2 separate regions of the Triticum aestivum genome follow, and region 1 is linked to region 2. Evidence: chromatin contacts called from public Hi-C data. All regions are on one chromosome and are shown on one strand. The core of a region is the stretch at or near the end of the contact, and the rest is flanking DNA. Distances in the headings are between cores, read along the strand shown. Region 1 has its middle 31 kb from the start of LOC123102482. Region 2 holds the start of LOC123102480 (serine/arginine-rich SC35-like splicing factor SCL30).

Region 1 (4,152 bases), core at 495-2,994, 390 kb after region 2:
CAGAAAGATGAGTTGGCGGCGGCGGAAGATGAGGACGCGGGAGGCGGAGGTGGACGCGGACGCGGAGGCTGCCTACGCGGCGGCGACGACATCTCCTTGATCGGGAAGCATCTTATTGGGATGGTCGGTCCGGCTGGGCAAAAATGCAAGGACTGTCAGACTGATGTTCTTTTGGATTCAGGCATGTAAAAACTAAGCATACTTGCCTACTTTTGATTGTGATTAGGGATGCAATCCGACGCGTTGTGTAGACCAACGTTGATTTGAATTTGAATTTGCTGGCGGATAGAATGCGGCTACGGTTGGATGGTGTTCTTCTGCATCCGTGTCCACGGACTGATGACCAGTCCTCTGTATGCGGGAGAAAATTTGTGGGCTGTTGTTGAAGATCCCTTACCCCGTAATAAAAATACTTTTACGAGCAAACTAATCCCGCAGTTTTACTGTTGAGCCGGAAGATGAACGGAAAAGTCAACTGAGGAGAAGAAACGGCCAACGTCGTAAAGATAAACGAACGGGCATGGGCATGTCAAATCAAAACAAATTCAATTGGGCTCCTACTCTACGTAGTACGTACTGGCACGAGCCAGTAGCATAAATAGCCTGCCTTTATCCCAGCCTATCACTTGCTGCCATCTCCCTCCTACCAGTAAGGAGTAGGAGTAGCTCTCTCCCAATCCATGGTGGAGCAGAGCAAGGTATCCCATCCGCATTTGCGCCGGAGCCACCACCAACGTGCACGTAAAAAAAAGCGCGCGGTAAAAGGGCGCCGACGGGTGGAGCCGAAGGTGTCGCCGTGAGCTCTCGTGTGTGTACTGGCGACCGTTCCGTCCTTTTCCTCTCCGATGGCCGGGCTGAGGGGCTGAAAGGGAATTCCGAGTGGCCGGCGGAGGGGGGTGTGGACGGACCAGGACTGGATCGTCGTACGTACCTTGCGCCCGATCGAGTCAAGTTTTAACTCTTCGTTTTGAATCAAGCACGCACGCGCGCGCACAGGGATTAGATAGTATCCATGAATGCGCGTACACGTACACGTACAGTGTACAGAGGTCGACGGATTAGATATGAAGATGAGGGCTCACTGAGTAGGGCGAGAGGGTGCCTGCCGCTGCCAGCCATGGAGCCACCCATTTGATCGATCGGTCACTAGCTAGCGTGTTTCTCTCGGCACCCGGCCCCGCACGCACGCTCTGTCCACAGTGTGTCCACTGCGTACAGACCATATAATGCACTACGTACGTGCAGTAGTAGTACGTGGTAGTAAATACCCTTCACCAATGGACACCACACCTTGGCCGGCCCAATAGTAGAAACTCGCCTTCCTAGTCTTACCTTCCATTTGAAGCTAACCCACGCCGACACAGCGAATCAATTAATTACAGATTACTGTATAGGGGACATCGTAGAAGCCCTCGTATTATCTCCGTATTGGTTTATTAGTCCTCATTGTATCTTGTGATTTATAAAATAAAGAAAAACTAAAGTGTTGTACTGCAAGAGAGCAATGGAGTACCCGCAGGCGTCAGAGCGCATCACTCACGGTTGGCGGTTGTATATGTACATATAGACAAACAGTACAACTCACGTGTTAAGTGCTACTACTATACACTACAGACTACACACACGCACTGTACTGCATACGTACGTGCACCACGTCGACACGCGCACATACATACATACATACATACATACATACATACGGTATGCAGTGTACGCACGCGGCGCGGGCACACGTCATCGACTCGAGCGACGACGCGGCCAGCCAGTGGGCGCGGGGCCCTAGCAGCAGAGCAATAGCTCTAGGCTCTAGCTGTGGAGTCTGGTGCCTGGCTTGCGTGTTCCATGGCGTCTTCCTCCGACCTTCGCCTGCGGCGCGCGTGGGTAGCTCTTTCCGCCCCGGCGTCTGCCCCGCGCTCTGCCTCTGGGCGCCTTGTGATGCTCGGCCCTAAATGCTGCCATGTTTAGCAAAACCCCTTCTTCTCGTACGCACCCCACCCACGTAGGGTTTCGCTCGCGCGCTCTGATCGAGGCGCTTCGAGGCGTTACGCCGGTGGCCCGGCCCGGAGTGAATTCTCCGGCTGCGCGCGGGGGATCGCGATCTGGGTGGGGGAGGGAGCGGGGGCGATCTTCTTCCAGCGTGCGCAGATACGCTGCCGCAAGCGCCGGCCTCTGCGGTTCCTCGATCGGCCGGCCGGCCCTGCGGCTACCCTTGCCATTACGGTCGTGGCTCCTAGCCTGCAGAGCTGTGCGTGCCTACCTCTCCTCGCCCACAAATGGCTACGCGCCATCAATTTGGGGCCGTTTGCAACATGGGAGTGGTAATCTCCCATGCAGGGTACGTGGATTCTAGTGCTTTGTTCATTGGTTTGATGGTGGTTATTGCGGTCAAAGCATCGATGGATTAGGGTTTATAGTAAAAGAGCCAATTAAAGAAGTACACCCATGGCTAGAAGATTGACTCCTAATCATACTGGCAAGACAACTAGACAAGATGAATTATTTGCAGTACTATACACGGGGAAGAAAGCAGTATGCGTATACAAGTAGTCGAATCAAGGTTGCGTTTCCATGCATCTTCCCGCCGGCCGGTGACCACAGAGACACACCGAGTACAGCATCTTCCTGGCACTCTCTACCTGTAAACATGAGTACATGCGGCTCATTTGGAACTTGCTAAGTAGGAGAGCTATAGCAAGCACTCGTACGCCCGCTACAGTGCGTAGAGGGAGAGCGCGGGGCCAAGGCGAGGTCAGGGGTGAGGTCCCATCAATAATACAGGAGGCCCTATGCATGCTTGCAACAGCGCTGTCTATAGCTAGAGATCCCATCATTGTTTTGTCACCACCCAATGGGACCAACGGTTGCGCATATACGCATGCATGGCCAACCTAGCTCCATGATTCGGCGGATCCAAGCTTTTGCCATTCCTCAATCATGCATGTAAAACCATCTTGAATTTTTTGGTGCGATATTTGTTTGCTTCGTAGGGACCCTTCCAACACATGCTTTGCACTCTCTCCTTTTTATTTAGTCCGTGTATTAGCTTTGATCAAAATCAAGCTTTGTAAACTTTGACGAATTTATAAGCAAAAATATTAACACATACAATAACAAATCAATGCCATTACATTCATTATTGAATGTATTTTGACATCATATAGATTTGTTATGATAAATGTTTATATCTTTTTCTATGAATTTGGTCAAATTTTATGAAGTTTGACTTCAGTCAAACTTGACATGCAGAGGAAATAAAAACAGAGTGAGTACATATTTTTGTTTCGGTCTTGCCCGGTTATGTCTCAATCGATACTATATTCATAACATCATACATTGAGATCCGTGTAATTTTTCTTTCTTTCTTACATATTGTAGCATTTTGATTGGGACTTGGTTAAATCTCAATCCACTAAGACCTAGCCATACCGTTTTGTTTAGATAAACTGTCAACATCAACCGAAAATTCAGTCGACATGAATTCTTACTCTCATCTTTTCTCTCTTTAATAACGACCGCTCGAATCCATGCAATCCCTATGCATACAACCAACAGCATTTGCTTCTTTTCAGTTGACACAGTCGGTCTCCTCCATCAAAAGTATACCAGCATTAAACAACGAAAAGAGGGTCTCCTGCTTTTGGTCAGGTGATCTTGATTTGTGCTCCATGGAAATGGATCCACTTTAACGATGCCTGGTAGTGATCCTAAAATCTGCCTCAAAAGTGCGTTACAAGGTCACGCAGAGACGCACCGAGCACGCTGCTCCACGGGAACCCTTTTCTCTTCTCTTTTCCTCCACAGCGTTTACTGCTAGGCAACAAGCACATACATGTCGCTGCCATGACACGACGCCACGGGCGCATGCACTGCATGAGATGCCCCCACCCCCACCCCCGCGTCCCCGGAACCGCACGTACCTGCATTTAGACTTTGTTCTTTATGCAACAAATCTAATCGAATTTATATACTTTTTCTAATGATCGGATCCATTTTGGTCAAGCTAAGTTTCTATATTTTTTTCTTTTACATATTTGTGCACCAATGTGTAAAAAACACGTCGTGCAATTAACTCCGAGGATCTGTACGGAATTCTGTTTTTGTTTCTCCGCATGATTATTTTTTTTGGTCGATGTGCTCTGCGGCCGCAGTATA
Region 2 (4,344 bases), core at 1,096-3,595:
TGACAACCCCTATTCGCGTTGGTTGCGAGGATTTATTTGTTTTGTGCAGGTACGAGGGACTCGCGCGTAGCCTCCTACTGGATTGATATTTTGGTTCTCAAAAACTGAGGAAAATACTTACGCTAATTTGCTGCATCATCCCTTCCTCTTCGGAGAAAACCAACGCGGTGCTCAAGAGGTAGCAGCCTCACGAGGCTGGCCCCTCGTGAGGGTCTTGAGTTGTCGATACTGAAGGTGGGCCGTACCAGGCCGTCGATGAAGCCACGCCGTGGGCCACATGTAGGCAAGTCTGGGTGCCCCCATTCCTAGAACGCCTACAGTTACCGATTCTACAGCAGGGCCAAGCTAAAAGAACCAACCCGCAACGCAGATCCAAATTATATCTTGAATGTCAAAAGCGTTTTTATTGAAAACAACCCGAAAGGATCTATGAAACACAAACAAATTGCTATAGCTGACGTGGTTGTACCTACCAGTCGTTACTGATTCTAAAGCAGCGCCAAGCTTAAAGAACCAACCCGCAACGCAGTTCCAAATTATATCTTGAATGTCAAAAGCATTTTTATTGGAAAAAACGAAGGGATCTATGAAACACAAACAAATAGCTAATTTGCGAATAAAATTTTAAAACTAAAATATTTTTGAAAATCAGGATTTTTTTAAACAGGAACATTTTTTGAAATTTCAAGACAGAATTTGAAAACGCAAACATATTTTGAAAAATGTGAAAACAAGAACATTTTTTGAAATTTACGAACACAAATTTGAAATTGAACAATTTCAAAACTCCTGAAAAAATGAAAACATGCACATTTTTGAAATTTCGCACAATTTTTGGAAACGGGAACATGCTTTGAACTGCCCGAACATTTTTTAAAATTTGTGAACACAAATTTGAAACTGAACAATTTCGAAACTCCTGAAAAAATGAAAACATGCACATTTTTGAAATTTTCGCACAATTTTTGGAAACGGGAACATGCTTTGAACTGCCCGAACATTTTTTAAAATTTGTGAACACAAATTTGAAACCGAACAATTTCGAAACTCCTGAAAGAATGAAAATGTGCACAACTTTGAAATTTGTGAATAATTTTTTAAAATGGGAACATGATTTGAATCGCCCGAACATTTTCTGAAATTTGCGAATAAAAATTTGAAACTCAAAAATGAAAACGTGCACATTTTTTGAATTTTTTCTGAACAATTTTTAAAAATGCTAACATTTTTTAAATTTTCTAAGCATTTTATAATTCATGAACAAAATTTTAAAAAACGAACACTTTTTAAATTTCAAGCAAATTTTAAAACATGAATATATTTTAATTTTTTGGACAAAATTTGAAAAGGAGAACATATTTCTTAAACCGAACATTTTTTAGTTTTGGAACACATTTTTTAAAAGACAAACACTTTTCCAAAAATATGCGAACAATTTGTGAAATTCTGAACTTTTATGAAATTTTTGAACAAAAATTTGAAAACAGGAACATTTTCTGAAAAACAACAAAATCTGAAATTGTCACTTTTTAGAAAATTCTGAAACATTCATTGAAAATAGAAAACAAATTCAAAAAGAAAAGTACAAGAAGAAAGAAAGAAAAGACAGGAAAAGGAAAAGAGAAATAATGAAAAAGGAAGGAACATTAAAAAATAAAAACGAGAAAGAAATATAAAAAGGAAAAATTGGTTCAGGAACCTTCTGGAAGGTTCCCAAAATCGGAAAAACCCGGCTACAAACATTCATAGAAGTCCCAAAACCGGTATAGTTTCAAAAATTGTTCCTGTTAAAATTTATTCACACATACAAAAAAATTCATGTTTTCAAAATTTGTTCGCAAATTCAAAATTTTGTTCGCTTTCTCAAATTTTGTTTATGAGTTTGAAAAAACGTTCCTCTTTAAAAAAATGTTATTATTTTAGAAATCTGTTCACGTTTAAAATCTTTTTTTAGAATTTAAAACCTTGTTCACAGATTCAATAAAATTCCGTTTTTTTTTAAAAAATTGAGTTTTCAAAAATTTCTTCACGGATTTGAAAAGTGTTAGCATTTCTGAAAATATTCCTTTTTTGAAAAATGTTCATGTTCGAAATTTTAAAAGTTTCATATTTGCCGCTGTCTTTAGTTCTTATAGTCTCGCGATAGTATGGTGTCAAGATCGATTAGCTCCTTTGGCTAGAAACGCTCGCACAGGTGCGCGAGATCCTGAGGTCGAACCCTGCCGGCCCAGTCGCGCTTGCCCTTGTGCGTCTCGTCTCTGTTTGACAAAAACTGGTAGCCAGTGGTACAGTAAACAAGTGGAGTGAACGACCACAGGCCCAAATCCTCTAAGGCCCATATAACCCGGCCAGCCATCTATCTCTATCGCGCCTTCCCCACCGGCATCGACCTGTCTGCCCTCATTTCGGTTTCCCCCATTCCCCTTCGCACCCCCGCGGCGGCGGAGCCTTCCCGGGCGCTCACCGGACACGCGCAGTAATCTCTCCCTCCCTCCCTCTCCCTGCACCCCCTCCTCGTCTCAGCATCCTCGCGAGCAATATTCGTATGTGCATGTTTGCTCGGCCGCTTGCGCGGTCTTTCCTCCGCAAACCCTAGAAGTCGTCGGCGTGCGTGTAGATCCGCGCGGGCTTCGGAAACGTTTGCCCAGCGCTTAAATGCTTCTCTCCAGCCACGTCACCGTGCCAATCTTGAGCTTCCTCTGACCTGAGATGACCGTCGAAATCTGGTGTTTGACGGCGCCTTGGTGCCTTTGGCGTCAAAACTGCTGTCTTTGGCATGCTACCCTTGTGAATGTAGACACCATGCTTTATGCCAACCCGTGAGTCGTTTAGTCCAATCCAATGGCGTAGTTATATCTTCAGATAGATTGTGTCGAGAATGGTGATATGTGTATGCTGACAAATTGCATCTCCTATGTTTGTTGAATAACATTTCGCTGTCGCATATGTGAACTGTTGGTGGAATGTTTGTAGCTTTCAGACTTATCTGATGAACTGCGCAGAATATGTCAAGGTGGATTCAGTGTTGGATTTTGCAAATTTTGATTTTGGATTTATTATATTACATGCCTTGTCACACACTACATGGTTGTGCTAGAGGACTGCTTTCGTTGTGATTGCATTAACCCAATGATATGTTCATTGGACTTTGTCTTTTGTGGGTGGTAAGGTTGAGGAAGTCCAAAATAGCAGATTTTACAGGTTTTCTTATCCAAAATTTCTGGTGCCAGTAAACATGATTTTTTGATAAACCATCCTTGCTGATAAATCCGCTAGTTTTTCTTATTTGTTTCTATCCATCTCCATGTCCTGGACATTTCCTGTACTTATCTATAATATTGAATTATTGATTACAGACAACACTATGAGGAGGTACAGCCCCCCACACCGTAGTCCCCCGAGGAGGGGATATGGTGGCAGCCCCGCGCATCGTAGTCCCCCAAGGAGGGGATATGGTGGCAGCCCCCCGCACCGCAGCCCCCCAAAGAGGGGATATGGTGGCAGAGGAAGAAGCCCCCCTAGGAGGGGTGGATATGGAGGACGAAAGGAGCAGGGTTCTGGAAGTCTCTTGGTCCGCAACATCCCATTAAGCGCCAGGTGCATAGGCTTTGACATGGATGCCACTTGTTTTCTTTTTCCTCACTTAACAAACAATACTTCATTTTACAATTTCTTGACTTGTTTAACGTGGTTATCTCAACCCTGGCAGAGCGGAGGATCTCCGTGTTCCTTTTGAAAGGTTTGGTCCTGTTAGGGATGTTTACCTTCCAAAGGATTATTACAGCGGGTAAGTTTTAGTAAGTCAAATTGGTTAGCAGTTGCCAAACTATTTTATTTTGGCTCTTTTGTTATTAACCATGGGAAATGTACCAAGTTTGAACCCATGCAACATAAACTTTGAAACTTTTCTATAAGTTACATTACACCATATGCATAAGATATGTTTCATTAAGGTAACTTGCGAACATTTTCCAGCTTACGAGCGGTGTCGACCTCTGCAACCACCTTTGTGCATTTAAGCTACATGAAAATGGTCTACTCTTTTTTGGTCTGCTGATGTACATCACTGGTTTATTCCTGTCACTAGAGTACTTGATGTCAATTTGGAAATATTCAGTGTACTTTCTCCTACCCATTCATGGTTGCCATGTATGATTTTTTTCTGAAATGATTCCCAGGGTTGTATTGGTTTGAAGTAAATACAAGCCCTTGATTTCTTGAAGAATGCTTTTTTAATATTCCTGCAATTCATTTGCTTGGCAAGATAGAGTCTTGTCCGAATCAAGACATTCTTCTACGAAGACAAAGATTTGATTGATTGAGAAAATTAATTCACGAAGAGAA

Evidence for each region. A called contact is a pair of places that touch in the nucleus more often than the background predicts.
Region 1: a Hi-C map of leaf shows a contact between it and region 2, with 6 times the contacts expected there. The contact joins the enhancer-like site here to the promoter of LOC123102480 in region 2. A contact is called at or near these places in 4 of 5 Hi-C or Micro-C datasets (leaf and an unstated tissue).

Annotation. Positions count from the first base shown.
Region 1 is chr5A:100,128,042-100,132,193 of IWGSC CS RefSeq v2.1, forward strand. No RefSeq gene overlaps it. Among protein-coding and RNA genes, the nearest start is that of LOC123102482, 31 kb to the right of the region's middle. Within about 2 kb of position 1,745, at least 6 of the 8 cell types and tissues checked have an H3K27ac peak or open chromatin away from gene starts, as enhancers often do. A contact at or near this core is called in leaf, where this site is marked.
Region 2 is chr5A:99,738,652-99,742,995 of IWGSC CS RefSeq v2.1, forward strand. It overlaps LOC123102480 (serine/arginine-rich SC35-like splicing factor SCL30), which reads left to right and starts at 2,346. Exons shown (of 8, transcript XM_044523855.1): 1 at 2,346-2,476; 2 at 3,357-3,597; 3 at 3,710-3,787. The coding sequence starts at 3,365.